Regions from separate parts of the Arabidopsis thaliana genome. Here region 2 is linked to region 1. The links are chromatin contacts, called in public capture Hi-C maps. All regions are on one chromosome and are shown on one strand. Each heading gives the region's core, a stretch centred on a gene start, on an enhancer-like site or on the middle of the called end of the contact. The rest is flanking DNA. Distances are from core to core; before and after follow the strand shown.

What was found. Capture Hi-C pulls out chosen DNA fragments and counts their contacts.
Region 2: a contact with region 1 is called in a capture Hi-C map of seedling, with 1.5 times the contacts expected there. The contact joins the promoter of CB5-E here to the promoter of GLT1 in region 1. A contact is called at or near these places in 5 of 26 Hi-C or Micro-C datasets (leaf, seedling, shoot and 1 more), 1 of 2 datasets of contacts at active chromatin or transcription factors (shoot) and 1 of 3 other capture datasets (seedling).

The regions. Positions count from the first base shown.
Region 1 is chr5:21,697,699-21,704,213 of TAIR10.1, reverse strand. GLT1 (NADH-dependent glutamate synthase 1) reads right to left here and starts at 4,027. Exons shown (of 20, transcript NM_124725.5): 1 at 3,298-4,027; 2 at 3,095-3,214; 3 at 2,679-2,945; 4 at 2,497-2,597; 5 at 2,317-2,413; 6 at 1,768-1,877; 7 at 1,481-1,584; 8 at 1,176-1,355; 9 at 747-1,090; 10 at 589-659; 11 at 31-500. The coding sequence starts at 3,696.
Region 2 is chr5:21,756,285-21,762,706 of TAIR10.1, reverse strand. It overlaps CB5-E (cytochrome B5), which reads right to left and starts at 3,378. Exons shown (of 4, transcript NM_124736.4): 1 at 3,243-3,378; 2 at 2,993-3,090; 3 at 2,693-2,759; 4 at 2,129-2,604. The coding sequence starts at 3,079. The coding sequence ends at 2,354. YSL3 (YELLOW STRIPE like 3) reads right to left here. Exons shown (of 9, transcript NM_001345061.1): 3 at 6,254-6,422; 4 at 5,983-6,158; 5 at 5,651-5,748; 6 at 5,427-5,561; 7 at 5,153-5,342; 8 at 4,947-5,064; 9 at 3,774-4,868. The coding sequence ends at 3,931. It overlaps AT5G53570 (Ypt/Rab-GAP domain of gyp1p superfamily protein), which reads left to right. Exons shown (of 5, transcript NM_124737.3): 2 at 110-242; 3 at 331-380; 4 at 469-522; 5 at 610-2,149. The coding sequence ends at 1,783.

The DNA of each region.
Region 1 (6,515 bases), core at 2,778-5,277:
GAGTCAAGAGTTTCTAAGGATGTCAATTACCTCGATCAGACAAAACCAGTAATGTGTAGCCCTCCTTTATTGCTTCATTTGCTTCATCACAAATTCGGTCCAAAGTCTCCTCTAACCCTTTTGTACCTCTTTCTTTTGCATAAGTTATATCCAGAACTTTAGTCCGCCAGCCTCTGTAGTTCATTTTCTTGATGGCTTCCATCTCTTCGATTTTCAAAAGAGGACCTTTTAGGGAGAGACGGTGACATTGCTCTTCAGTTGTTTCGGTTAGATCGCCTTCTGGACCGATCATGCACTCCATTGATGTAACAATTTTCTCACGAATAGGATCAATTGGAGGATTTGTTACTTGAGCAAACATTTGCTTGAAGTACTCAAAGCATAATTTTTCTCTGTTTGACATTACAGCTAGAGGGGTATCATTTCCCATAGAACCAAGTGCTTCAGAGCCATCTTTAGCCATCGGAAGCAGCAACATCTCCAAGGCCTCAACTGTGTAGCTGCATGCACATGTCAAAAGGAAACGTGAGACCAATAACAAAGAATAACAGATCAATATACATTAGCAAGTATAAGAAACAAACATACCCAAAGGCTTTTAGTGGAGACAATAAACCATGAATGCCCATGCTCTCCATTGAGTCATCATCATTAGAGGCCTTAGTTTCCAAGAAAAAGGTTAACTAACCATAATAAAGGTAACGAAGAGGAATTAGGGGAACAATAATTCTTTAGCGACAGCTTACCGGTACAACCCCAGAAATTGAAGGAGCAATCCGTTCAGCCTCCGGAACTGACTCAATGATGTCTTTAAGTTCAATCTTTTGCCTTTTAAGCCACTCACCATAAGGCCTTGCCAGTGAATACTGCTGCTTCAAGGCATCGTCATCAACAACAATATGCTTCTCAAAATCGACAAGAAGCATCATACCCGGGTTAAGTCTTCCTTTCCTCATCACATCTTCAGGTGGTACATCCACTACCCCAACTTCACTAGCCATGATAACCCTTCCACTGTGGGTTATGTAGAACCTACCAGGACGAAGTCCATTACGGTCCAATGTGGCACCCAAGTAGCGACCATCAGTGACTGCAAGACATTCAATAAAAGAGTTACAATCTAAAAAACAAAATATAAAGTTATGGTTGTGTGTTAACTTCAGGATATAATTTACATGATATGAGGGCAGGTCCATCCCATGGCTCCATTAGAGCAGATAAGTATTCATAAAACTCTTTCCTGCTTGGATCAATGTTTTTGTCATTTTGCCATGCTTCAGGGATCATCATCATAACAGCTTCAGGAAGACTTCTACCAGCTCGGACAAGAAGCTCAAGAACACCATCAAAAGCACCTAAAAATGTTAACAACACAATATAGAAACGTGTCACAGGTCCATAATATCATAGGCAAAGTTGTGATCTACAGTTAGTTCAACTTCAACACATCGTACGGGCATATAATGAGATTGAGAGTTACCTGAGTCAGAAGAGCTAACGTCCACAATAGGTAGAAGCTTCTTCAACTCTTTCTTTGATAATCCAAGTTCATTGCACTTGAGCAGACCCTCACGTGCCCTCATCCTGTGATGAAATATCAAAACAAAATTCACTAGAGAACGCAGTAATTAAAATGAAAATGAGGCAGACTCAACTTCTTAGGCACTTGCATACCAAAGGGCATTTTTATCACACAAATGCTAAGGCACCAAACAGGTTACTTAAATTACATGAAAGCTTTAATGTAAGCTATCTCTGACAACATACCAGTTCACGTTTCCCCTGAGTGTATTGATCTCCCCATTGTGGCCCAAAACACGCATCGGCTGAGCACGATCCCAGCTGGGAAATGTATTGGTAGAGAACCGAGAATGAACCTGAATCATTAAACATGTAACCGAGTATAGTCAATCATTAGTTATCAAACATTAAAATGTGTATGTATGCAACTGAAAACTTTACCACTTGGTCTTAGACACAACTTCAACAGCATATAGTTGGGGGCAAGTTCTAATGTTGCAGAATTGTTAACTACCTTAACCAACAAAATTTTAGTCTTAATCACCAGATTGTGATCATTTAGCCTAAGATAACTTATCATACATATCAAGGGCAACGAGTTTCTGGACTCACTTGACGTTACCAACTCACCAGCATCCAAATTAAAATTCTTATCAAGGTTTTGGAGGAACTTAAGAGGCCTCAGAAGTCATTCCTCAACTTCGCATCTCCTTGGTTACCCCGTTGGTTCACATGCTGTTGGTGGAGCATGGAGTCAGCATAAAAAAAGAGATAGTGAATAGAAAAAATATTTACCAGGGCCATGTAGCTCGTAAACCTTTCACTCCCAAGATCCGCATAGTAATAGTCCTTTAGTTGATCAGGCTTCAATTGTCCTTTGTAGACGATAGTCCTAAATCACGAAAAACAATTCGTTAGGTTAACTTTTCAGTACTTGAGACAAACATGTCATTCTTAATTGAAATAGCTAAATACCTAGAAGACAACGAACAGATGTAGAAGTCCTTCATCGCACCATGTTGAAGGTTCAACGCAGCTCGAATAGCAACCATAGAAACCCTTCTAAGGATATACATCTATCAAAAACAAAGGTAATCATTAACATCATCTCCCAGTGTTAATGATACATGAATAAATTTTCAATGCAAAACAATTACCTGTTGCTCAAAGTCAGCTTTAGATTTAGTTGTAGGAGTAAGGAAAACTTGCGCAATAATCGGTTCAGTCTGCAAAGCGGAGTTTCCCAGTCCAGAATTATCGGTAGGCACTAATCTCCATCCAAGAACCGAGTGGCCAAGTGATTCAGCAACCTTAGTGAAAACATTCTTGCTTTCTTCTCTCCTGCTTTCAACAGTTGGCAAGAAGAACATACCAACAGCATAATTTCCAGCAGAAGGAAGTACAAAGCCAAGCTCTGTCGCAGCCTAATAGACAAAAACATCAACAGTTTTAAAACTTAATTAACAACAACAGAACCAGAAACAATAAAATAACATTACATAAGTTCAGATCCTGTCAGAAATCTTATTGCATGGACAATAAATTAATCTGGAGATAACAGAACAAAACAAACCTCTGCATAGAAATCATGAGGCAGACCAACAAGAATCCCAGCGCCGTCACCAGTGTTGCTCTCACAACCACAAGCACCTCTATGAGTCATCCGTATCAACATCTCCAACGAATCAGTCACCTAAAATCATCAACAACATGTCATCGATCAATCAAATCATATATGTCAATGATCACATCACATGAGAAGATTCAAAACAGTACCGTTTTGCGGGTGGTCTCGCCGGACAACTCTGCTACAAAACCAACACCACAAGAGTCTTTATCATAGGAAGGATCATAAAGACCAAGAGGCTTCTCCGGAACAGCGGAAAATGACGATTTAACCACCGTTCGAAGCTTCGCAGACCGTCCAGGACCATCTGATCTCCAGAACTGAAGCGTCTCGGATCCGGATCTCCGCACACGAGTCCCTAGGAAAGGACTCTCAGGAATCACCGGTTTCTTCACAGAGCATCGCGCCGTACACGATCTTCTACGGCTAACACCAGACGTAACGGCCAATTGAGAAGCAACGGAGGTGGAATTTTTGAGAGATCGGAGTGATAACAGTTGTTGGTTGGTTCGGAGGTGAAGAACGGAGCTAGAAGAAGCTGCCGACATTTTTTAGGTTACGGAATCAGCAGTGAGTGATCAGTTTCGATTATCAGATTTGTTTTTTGTTTTTCCTATTTCAGAGAAGAAAGTGAGAGAGAAAAAAGGATCACGGATTTCTCTGATCTGGATAACGACCAGAATCAAACAAAATCCTAACAGAGAGATTCTTCGGAAACAGTCTCAGAAAAAGACTAAAAGCGCTGCGCGCGGCGGAGCGAAGCAGGCGGCGAAAAGGAGGCGGCGGAGGGTAGGTGGCGGCTAGGGAGAGTGTGAGAGTTTATACGTTTTTCTCAGGAGGCGAGACGTTTATATTTATAGAGGAGAGAGATGGAGTTTGGTCCAGCTTTATAAGAGAGAGAAAATTTTGTTTCGCTTTTTTAGATAAGAGAGATTTTTCCTTCTTTTAAATTTTTTTTTTTATTTTTTTTATTTTGAATCAGTAATTTTAAAAAAGAAATAATATGTAAACTAAGTATTAAAATAATTCTGTTATTAATTGGGTTGTTATTAAGTTTCGAATGGAGACGTGCGATTCAACTACAAATATTATTATAGAAATATTTTTATTTCTATTAAAATGTGGCGGCTAGAGAAAGTATATAAGAGTTTATACGATTTTTTTAAGAGACGAGACGTTTATATTTATAGAGGAGAGATATGGGGTTTGGGTCCAGATTTAGAAAGAAAAAATTTGTTTTGCTTTTTAGATAAGAGAGATTTTTCATTTTTTTAAAAAGAATCTTTCATTTTCATTATTTTATCTTTTATTTTATTTTAAGCCAACAATTTTTAAAAATGTTAATATGTAAACTAAGTATTAAAATAATTATGTTATTAGTTGGGTTGTTATTAGGCTCCCAATGGAGACATGCGATTCAACTGCGGATATTATTATATAGATATATTTGTTTCTATTAAAATTGTACCGTGCGGTTTCGTCATATTTGGAGTTTTTGTCAATAAAAATATGAAAGCAAAATTTTATTGGTTATCATATCTTCTCACATTATATAAAAAATTTATATATATATATATGTATAATTTAAGAAATTTAAGAAAATGAAAATATTTTGTCAGTTTTTAGAATCTTCATGTTCAAATATAAAATCTATTGTTACCATTAGACTCTATTATTACCTTTGAATTGATTAAACTACTAAGCTAAGTAAGTAGCAAACTTCCAATTTGTGATTAGAAAAATTCAAGTTAATAACGTGTAACTAATTCATCTTATTGGTTATAAGCAATAAATTTAGTTTACCCAATAATCTCAAAGCCTTAATATTTTAGTCAGATAATCTTCGTCCATCTCGAATATCTGTAAAAAAAATTAATATTAAAAAACCAACGGTTTCATAAAAAGAAAATTTTTAAATGCATTCAACTAAAATAATAATTAAAAATAAATAAAAATTATAAGTGGATAAATTTTAGATTTTTATATATGTGGGGTTTGGTAGTTGATTGTTACGTGTAATATGTGACACAAGAAAACTACTTAAAGTGTGTACCACCATAGATGAAAACAATCTTTGATGGCTACTTTAAATTTAATACAAAAAAAAAAAAAAAACCTCTACGAGCCTCCACAAATCCGCTGTTAAGACAGCTGTCAAAATTAATAGATGGGGTTAGTCTTAATATCTGATTAGTTTTGGGGGTTAAACTATAATTATATAAAGTAGTTAATTAGTCGGAGATTGGTTTACTAATTTGATACGTTTCATAGTCAAGCTTTGGTTATATGTGTTAAAAATTAGTAATGGAAATTGAATCATTGGACAGTGGACACGTAACGTGACGCCATTGATGATGAATCATTTGTTGAATTGAACTGCACCAAGTTTGTTTTCTAATTTCCATATGCGGCGGCCAACCGTAATTACTCATTAAAAAAAAACAAATAGTAATCTTACGACATTAGTTAAATACTTAAATATAATTTGGTTTGAACTTGGATTTAATAGGAGTGAGGAAAACAAAATGTTGACCCTTTCAAGAATTAACATATTTTTTGGTAAGAAATCTTTCAAATGTTTTTGTTTTTGACAACAACAAAATACCTTTGAATAGTTATTAATATTATATAATTTTAATGACTTCTTATCAGTGTCATTCTATGTCTAGGAGGACCAAAAACGAATAAATATGTAACAACACACAACACTGATAAACGAATCGAACTATGCATCCAAAAAGTTGACGACTATATATGTTTAGTGTTTCTCTATTAAATTATACCTCTTTCAAAAATATACGCATACAATTGAATAATGTATAAATATTTTGTTACATGCAACAGTGTATAGTTTATAGTAAAGGAATTATGAAATATATTTTTTACAAAAAAAAAATGAAGCAATATATCAATTCTGCCACCAACCACATGTAATTTAAATGTTAGGTAGGTAGAACAAATGGTGAAGCTAACACTATGTATAAAGTGACTAGTTAATATCCATAAGTAGTTGATGAATGTTTTTTTTATGTCATTTGTATCAAAAGTTATAAAATTGTTAAAGGGATTAGTTCGAAAAGAGATATGCAAGACATATATAAAGATGCTTCCCACACTATTAAAAAAACAAAATACACATTGTCGATCATACAAACATAACTAACATGGTTAACTAACTTGATGCGGTCGGAGCTAATAAAAATTAACACATTCTCCGACAAGCGGTTGACGATAAAGACCAAATAGGTTTAAGCAACTTAAGAGTTATGAAGAGAAGAGCAGGTGGCCTAACTACGAAACCAATATGTCGACTTCATCATAAATGTGACCATTCCTATGAATCTGTCCACCTCATCTATCGACACGA
Region 2 (6,422 bases), core at 2,129-4,628, 59 kb before region 1:
GTTTGTTCGGATTGTTTATTTGTTTTGCTGTTAGATTGATTTTGGCAATCAATGTTGTTGATTTTGATATTGTAAAAGCTTCTAATGTTGACTCTTGACTTGTTTATAGCCGGCGGAAATCACCGTGGTCTCGCCGGAAAAGAAAATGGGCATTGACGCCACATCAATGGAGGAGTTTATTTACACCGGAGGGAAAACTCCGTGATGGTGGAGTTGGATTCCTGAAGAAAGTTAGAAGCAGAGTGAGTCTTTTGAACAAGGACCATATGTATGTCTTGTTTCTTACTTGTCTCTTTACTGGTTCTGATTTATGTTCTTATGGTTCTGTAGGGTGTTGATCCAAGTATTCGTGCAGAAGTGTGGCTGTTCTTACTCGGAGTGTGAGTGTTTGTTCTTGTTTTGACTTTATGGTCTTGGTTATTTTTATTCACTCTGTTGAGATTCTCAACTTGTTTTCTCTTATGGCAGTTATGATTTGAATAGTACTAGTGAAGAAAGAGAAGCAGTGAAAACTCAAAAAAGGTTAGTATTTAGTTTGATCTATATATAGTCAATGTTTGTATTTAGATGCTGATAGATAATTTCATTGTTGGGATCTTTGAATTGTAGGAAGGAGTATGAGAAACTACAGAGACGATGTCAGATGCTTCTCAAGTGCGGTAATGGAAGTACCGATAATCTTGAGGAGCTTCCATCTGATGAGGCAAACAGTCAATGTGTTCGGTTCGTGGATGATTATAAGATTACAGGACCAATGACAAGTCAAGATGTTGTTTCTGCTTTGAACACTGATTCTTCTGATACAGACTCTTGTGAAGATAATGAAGATGTTTTACTACTCTCATCTTTTGCACACAGCGATGAAAAAAAGCCGGAGGAGGATAATAGTAATAACAATTCTGAAGAGAATAGTTCTCTTCTTGTAGCTGCTGCTTCTGAGGTCCAAGTAGAAGTTGCGGTACACGAAGATTTCTCTACGTGGCAACGTATCATCCGGCTTGATGCTTTACGAGCGGATTCTGAATGGGCAAATTATTCTCCATATTCAACAGCAATCACAGAAAGCAAAGCTCGCAGGTTAGCCGAATCTGTCGGGTTAAAAGACTATGATCACTTAGAAAGCTGCAGGCTATACCACGCAGCACGGTTAGTTGCAATTCTTGAAGCTTATGCTATGTATGATCCTGAGATAGGCTACTGTCAAGGAATGAGTGATCTGTTATCTCCAATCCTCGCTGTGATCTCAGAGGATCACGAGGCTTTCTGGTGCTTTGTTGGTTTCATGAAGAAAGCTCGGCACAATTTCAGGCTTGACGAAGCAGGGATTCAAAGACAGCTAAGCATTGTATCAAAGATCATAAAAAATAAAGACTCTCAGCTTTATAAACACTTGGAGAATCTTCAAGCAGAAGATTGTAGTTTCGTTTACAGGATGGTGCTTGTTATGTTTAGGAGGGAGTTGAGTTTTGAACAGACGCTGTGTCTCTGGGAAGTGATGTGGGCTGATCAAGCTGCCATTAGAGCTGGAGTTGGGAAGTCGCCATGGAGCAGAATCCGGCAACAAGCACCGCCAACGGATGATTTGTTGCTCTATGCAATCGCGGCGTTAGTACTACGTAGGAAACTGATCATACAGAAATACAGTAGTATGGATGAGATTGTGGAAGAGTGTAATAGCATGGCTGGTCAGCTTAATGTCTGGAAGCTTCTTGATGATGCCCATCATCTTGTCGTGACGCTTCACGACAAGATTGAAACTCTTTCTCAATCACAGAGTATTTGATGAAGAAGTCGATCAAAGCCAGAAATGAAGTGTTTCCACTACACAAAAGCCCTTGCACTCGTCTGGCTGCGTTTTCTCAAGGTTTAAAGTTTGTTGCGGTTTGGTTCTTACCGTTTTCACTCCTCTCTTTCTTTCTTCTTTCTTTTTGTTTACTCATCACACAGAGAAAACACAATACTACTATCCTTATCGCTTTTATTGTAGTACTAATGAAAAAGACAAGGCAATATTCTTGTTAAAATGTAACGGATGAGTCTGAAACTGTCATTTCCACAATTGTATGAAACATATTTGTTCAATTGTAGAAATCCAGTTTCTCACTTCTTTATCAAGCAGCTTAAGTTTGGGCAAATCAAGCAGTCTTTTATTATATCATCAAAGTCGAAAACACTGTCATCATAAACTCAACACAGTAAAACTAGTAGCAACACAATGATTTTTGGTTCGTAATTTCAACAAGAATCAGTCTAAGACCAAACAACAGTAACAGTACTTTTTTTCGCAAGAGAGATAGACAGAGATCGGTAGAGATATTCAATGACAAGCATCAAAGCAAGCCTTTGGCTTCTTCTAGTCTTTCTTGGTATAGTGACGGACGACAAGAGCCAATCCCAAGATCAAGATCGGAACAAGGAACTGAAGAATCTTGATAATGAATTCTGGTGTCTTGTCTTGGTTGTAGGCTGGTTGCTGTGGTGCAACGTATGTCCTAGTTGCTGGAACACTAGACGAATCAATCTCACCAATGAAATATTTGTCCATCATGTCCCTTGCAGTGTCGCTGTGACCAACGTCTTCAAAATCATTTGTAGCATCTTTCCCTGCAAACAAAACACCACATCAGAACAGAAACAGTCACCGAGCCGCTTCAAATCCGCCTTGAATCAGAGAGAAACACAAGTTTTATACCTGTTGAGGACAACAAGACTTCATCGCCTCCAGGATGATCATCCATGAATGGAGTCACATCATACACCTAAAGAACGCAACAATCACAGATCATAACCAAGTAGTAGACACAAACTCTGTTTCTCTAGTGTGAATTAACATAGAATCAACTAAATCTACGAGGGGCTCGATTAAAGCTTCTAACAGTAACAATCCAACTCTACAACTTTAAAATCGAAGCTTTGACACAAATCAATGGCGGAAGAGAACTAAGTTCGTCAAAAAACAGAGATGTTCTCAAACAAAGAGACAAGATCTAACCTTGCCGGAAATAATAAGCCAACAATCCTTAGTTTTGTTGTGCTTTGAAACTTCTTCAAAACTTAGAACCTTCCGATCTGAAGACATCTTCACTCAAACTGCAAAACAAGAACACATCAAAGCTACTAATCAAAATTTCTGATAATACAGAGTACTAGATACAGATTCAAATCGAAATCATCAGAACGATGATGAATGAACGAATATACTAATTCCCTTATCGATTTTTGGAAAAAGATGGGATCTTTACCCTTTCAGATTCAGAATTTTCGATAGCTCCGAAGCTCAGAAATCAGCAGAAGACGGAAGAAATAGAGGTTCCTCACCTACTTAATTGTGTTCAATATAAACAAAATACGAAACTACCCTCGATATTTTGCTTAGGGTTTGGATGAGCAGGGGTAGTTTTGGTCAAGTTGGGCTTTGACTTTAAACAAATCAAATTGGGCTTTGTGCAAATCAAATTAAAATTTGGTTTCCATTTTTGACGAGATTTTATTTTGGTCCACGTTTGGTACTTTGAAAAATACAAATATGACGTGTGCTGAATTGACAAAAAAAAAAACAGACACATAAAGTGTGATCTAACAACGTTTAGCAGATTTCAAAGAAAGAAATAAATCTTAAAATAGAAGAATCTTGCCTTTTGTCAGTAAAAACATATACCAATTTAACCGTATTTTTATCACTATTTTGGCAAATATCTTCTGGAATTTAATTCCATTTGACCTTATTCTAAAATATTGAGTTTCTTTTTGGGGAGAAGTTACTTGGGACATGGATTTTTAAATAGAATTGAGAGACTAGTTTATTACTTTATTGTGTATACAAACTTACAAAGTACAATTCCTATATAAACTGTTTTTTTTGTTTCCACAATTCTTTAGCTAATTTTTTTGTCGCTACACAAAAAAGTAAAAACTCGTAAAAAGCTATCTTTAACTCGAATATTTACTCGGCATGAAGCCCATACATATAGGAGGTCTAACGCCGGCCAAAGCAAGAACCGACGACGGCAAAATCCATAGACCATCTCCACATATCAAACCGGAAGCAACCGCCGGTACCATTAAACCGGCTTTAACTCGATCTCTCATATTCCAAGCAAACACAATCAAACTTCCCACACACATATCAATAGCAAAGTACCCTCCAACAAGAAACGGAACCGCCATTGCCATCGGTAATGGAACCCAATTCCCTATCTTATCCGGTAACCTATCCCTAACGAGATTTGCCGCCACCGCGAATGCGAAAAACCCGTAACAAAGCTGTAAACAATGTTGAGGCAAAGCAGAGAAACCTTCAACTCCAAGAATTGCCATGTTTCTGTATACCAAAGCGTAAGGAGCTTTGTACTCTCCCTCCTGGTTCCCGACATCGAAAGCTTTATAAAACAAGAAGAAAGTTAGAGGCGCCACAACGCATCCGATCGCTGTACCGATCGCTTGACTCACAAGCATCGACCTAGGTGAAGTCAGAGTCAAATGTCCTGTCTTGAAATCGTGCATTAGGTCAGAAGAAATCGATACAATCGATTTTATCAACCCGCATCCGACAAGTCCCGCGACTACACCATTTTGTTTCCCTGCCATAGCGGCTAAGATAAACAGAGCGACTTTACCATAGTTATAAGCCATGTTCATATCTGTTAGCCCTGCTCCATAAGCGTTACTGAAACCTAACGATGGAGCTAACATGTAAGCTACGACTATGAAGTACCATTTCAGCTCGGGGAACATTATAGGGATCGCGATGATCGAGACAACAGAGAACGCTGCGTATCCTACTGCTGCAACCCATAATGGAATGCTGTCTCTTACAAAGATCTCATCTCTTTTAAGATCTGCAATAGATTGCTTATCTTTCTCCGAATCTGCGATTTACGTTTGAACATCAGATAATACATTATTGAAATGACGATTTTTCTATAGTTTTTTTGGTGTATACTTACTAGATTTCCCAGAGTTGCGATTGTTTAACTTGACGTACATGTTTATTCCTGTCTTAAAAAGTATCTTGATGAATTGGTAAAGCCCGTCTCCGAGGATCAATGAGATTGATATAAACACCTAAAGAGTTATGAACAAATTAAGAACGAAAGTACGCGAAAGAAAGGGCGGAGTTTATTGTAGAGTACTAGTGTTTTTTGTATGGAACCTTGTAACCATTGAGACTCTTCATGCTGTTTTCAGGAAGAGTTGATGGGAACCAATCTCCTTTAAGACCTTTAATGAGTGGCCACATGATTCCCCAAGACAGAACCGCGCCAAAAAGCAAAGATATATTGACAATATGGGGACAGATCATTCCTGCTCCAACGTATGTCATGCTAAAGTCGAAGTAGAATCTGTCAAGTTTTTTCAAGATCATCAAGATTCTGTTTCTATCTGTTGATATATAAACAGTCAATAGAACTAAGAATAATACTCACGTGTTCTTCAAAGCTTCTAACCCGAAAGTTGGAAACTGAATGAAACCGCACTCTGTACCACCAGAGAAGAACCATTGGAAGAAAGCCCAAATGAAGCTAAATGAGAAGTACTTCACAAACCCAAACACTTGTTTCCTGCATATAAACAGATTTTATTTAAATCAAAAACTCTAGAATTAGTGGTGAAAGAGAGCTAAGAGACTGCCAAAAAATCGAGTTAATACTTGGCCATTTTATTGCCTTTAGGAGTGTGGAAACCGTTGATCAAAACCGCGGTAGCTGTTCCACTTGGATATGTCAGCTTGTAGTCTATGATCATGATCTGGTTAACCAAAAAAAGAAGCATAATGAACACTTAGCAATGTAGACCCAAACCAGCCAACAGGGGATTAATAGTCCAAACTTGGCCAATATTAATCTCCGTCCTATGTTGGCTATAGCGGGTTTGGCCAGGCCCATATCACACTTATATGGGCCGGACTGACCCGCAAACTTTGGCCTACCGCAACATCTCTAACTACAAATTCAATGAGACAGAATCTTAAATAATCTCTACCTTTCTTAGAGGAACCAATGCTAAAAGACCAACAAAGCAAGTAAAGAACAAGAAAGCGGTCATCCAACCGATTCCAGGCTCTTTCGTGCCTTCCGGATAATTCCCATCAGTGTGAGTTCCTCCTGACTGTTCATAAGTAATTCTGTTCAAACCAAGAAGGTATGAACCAAACCCACCTGCAAATCACACAAACACATAGCTCAAAACAATGATCCAACCCCAAACAAAAACTGATCAAACAGTCAAAACAACTGGTCAAAATTCACTGAACCTCCAACTGCAATGCTGTAACAAGCAACAGCACATGTTTGGACAACAGTGTTCTCTTGTTTAGTGAACGGTTTAGTCACAATCCCGGCTTTGGTCAACAGCTTGGTCCAGCTTCTAAGGAAGACAAAGGCTAAAAGTGCTGCAGAGACATTTAGGTTTGGGACCAAACC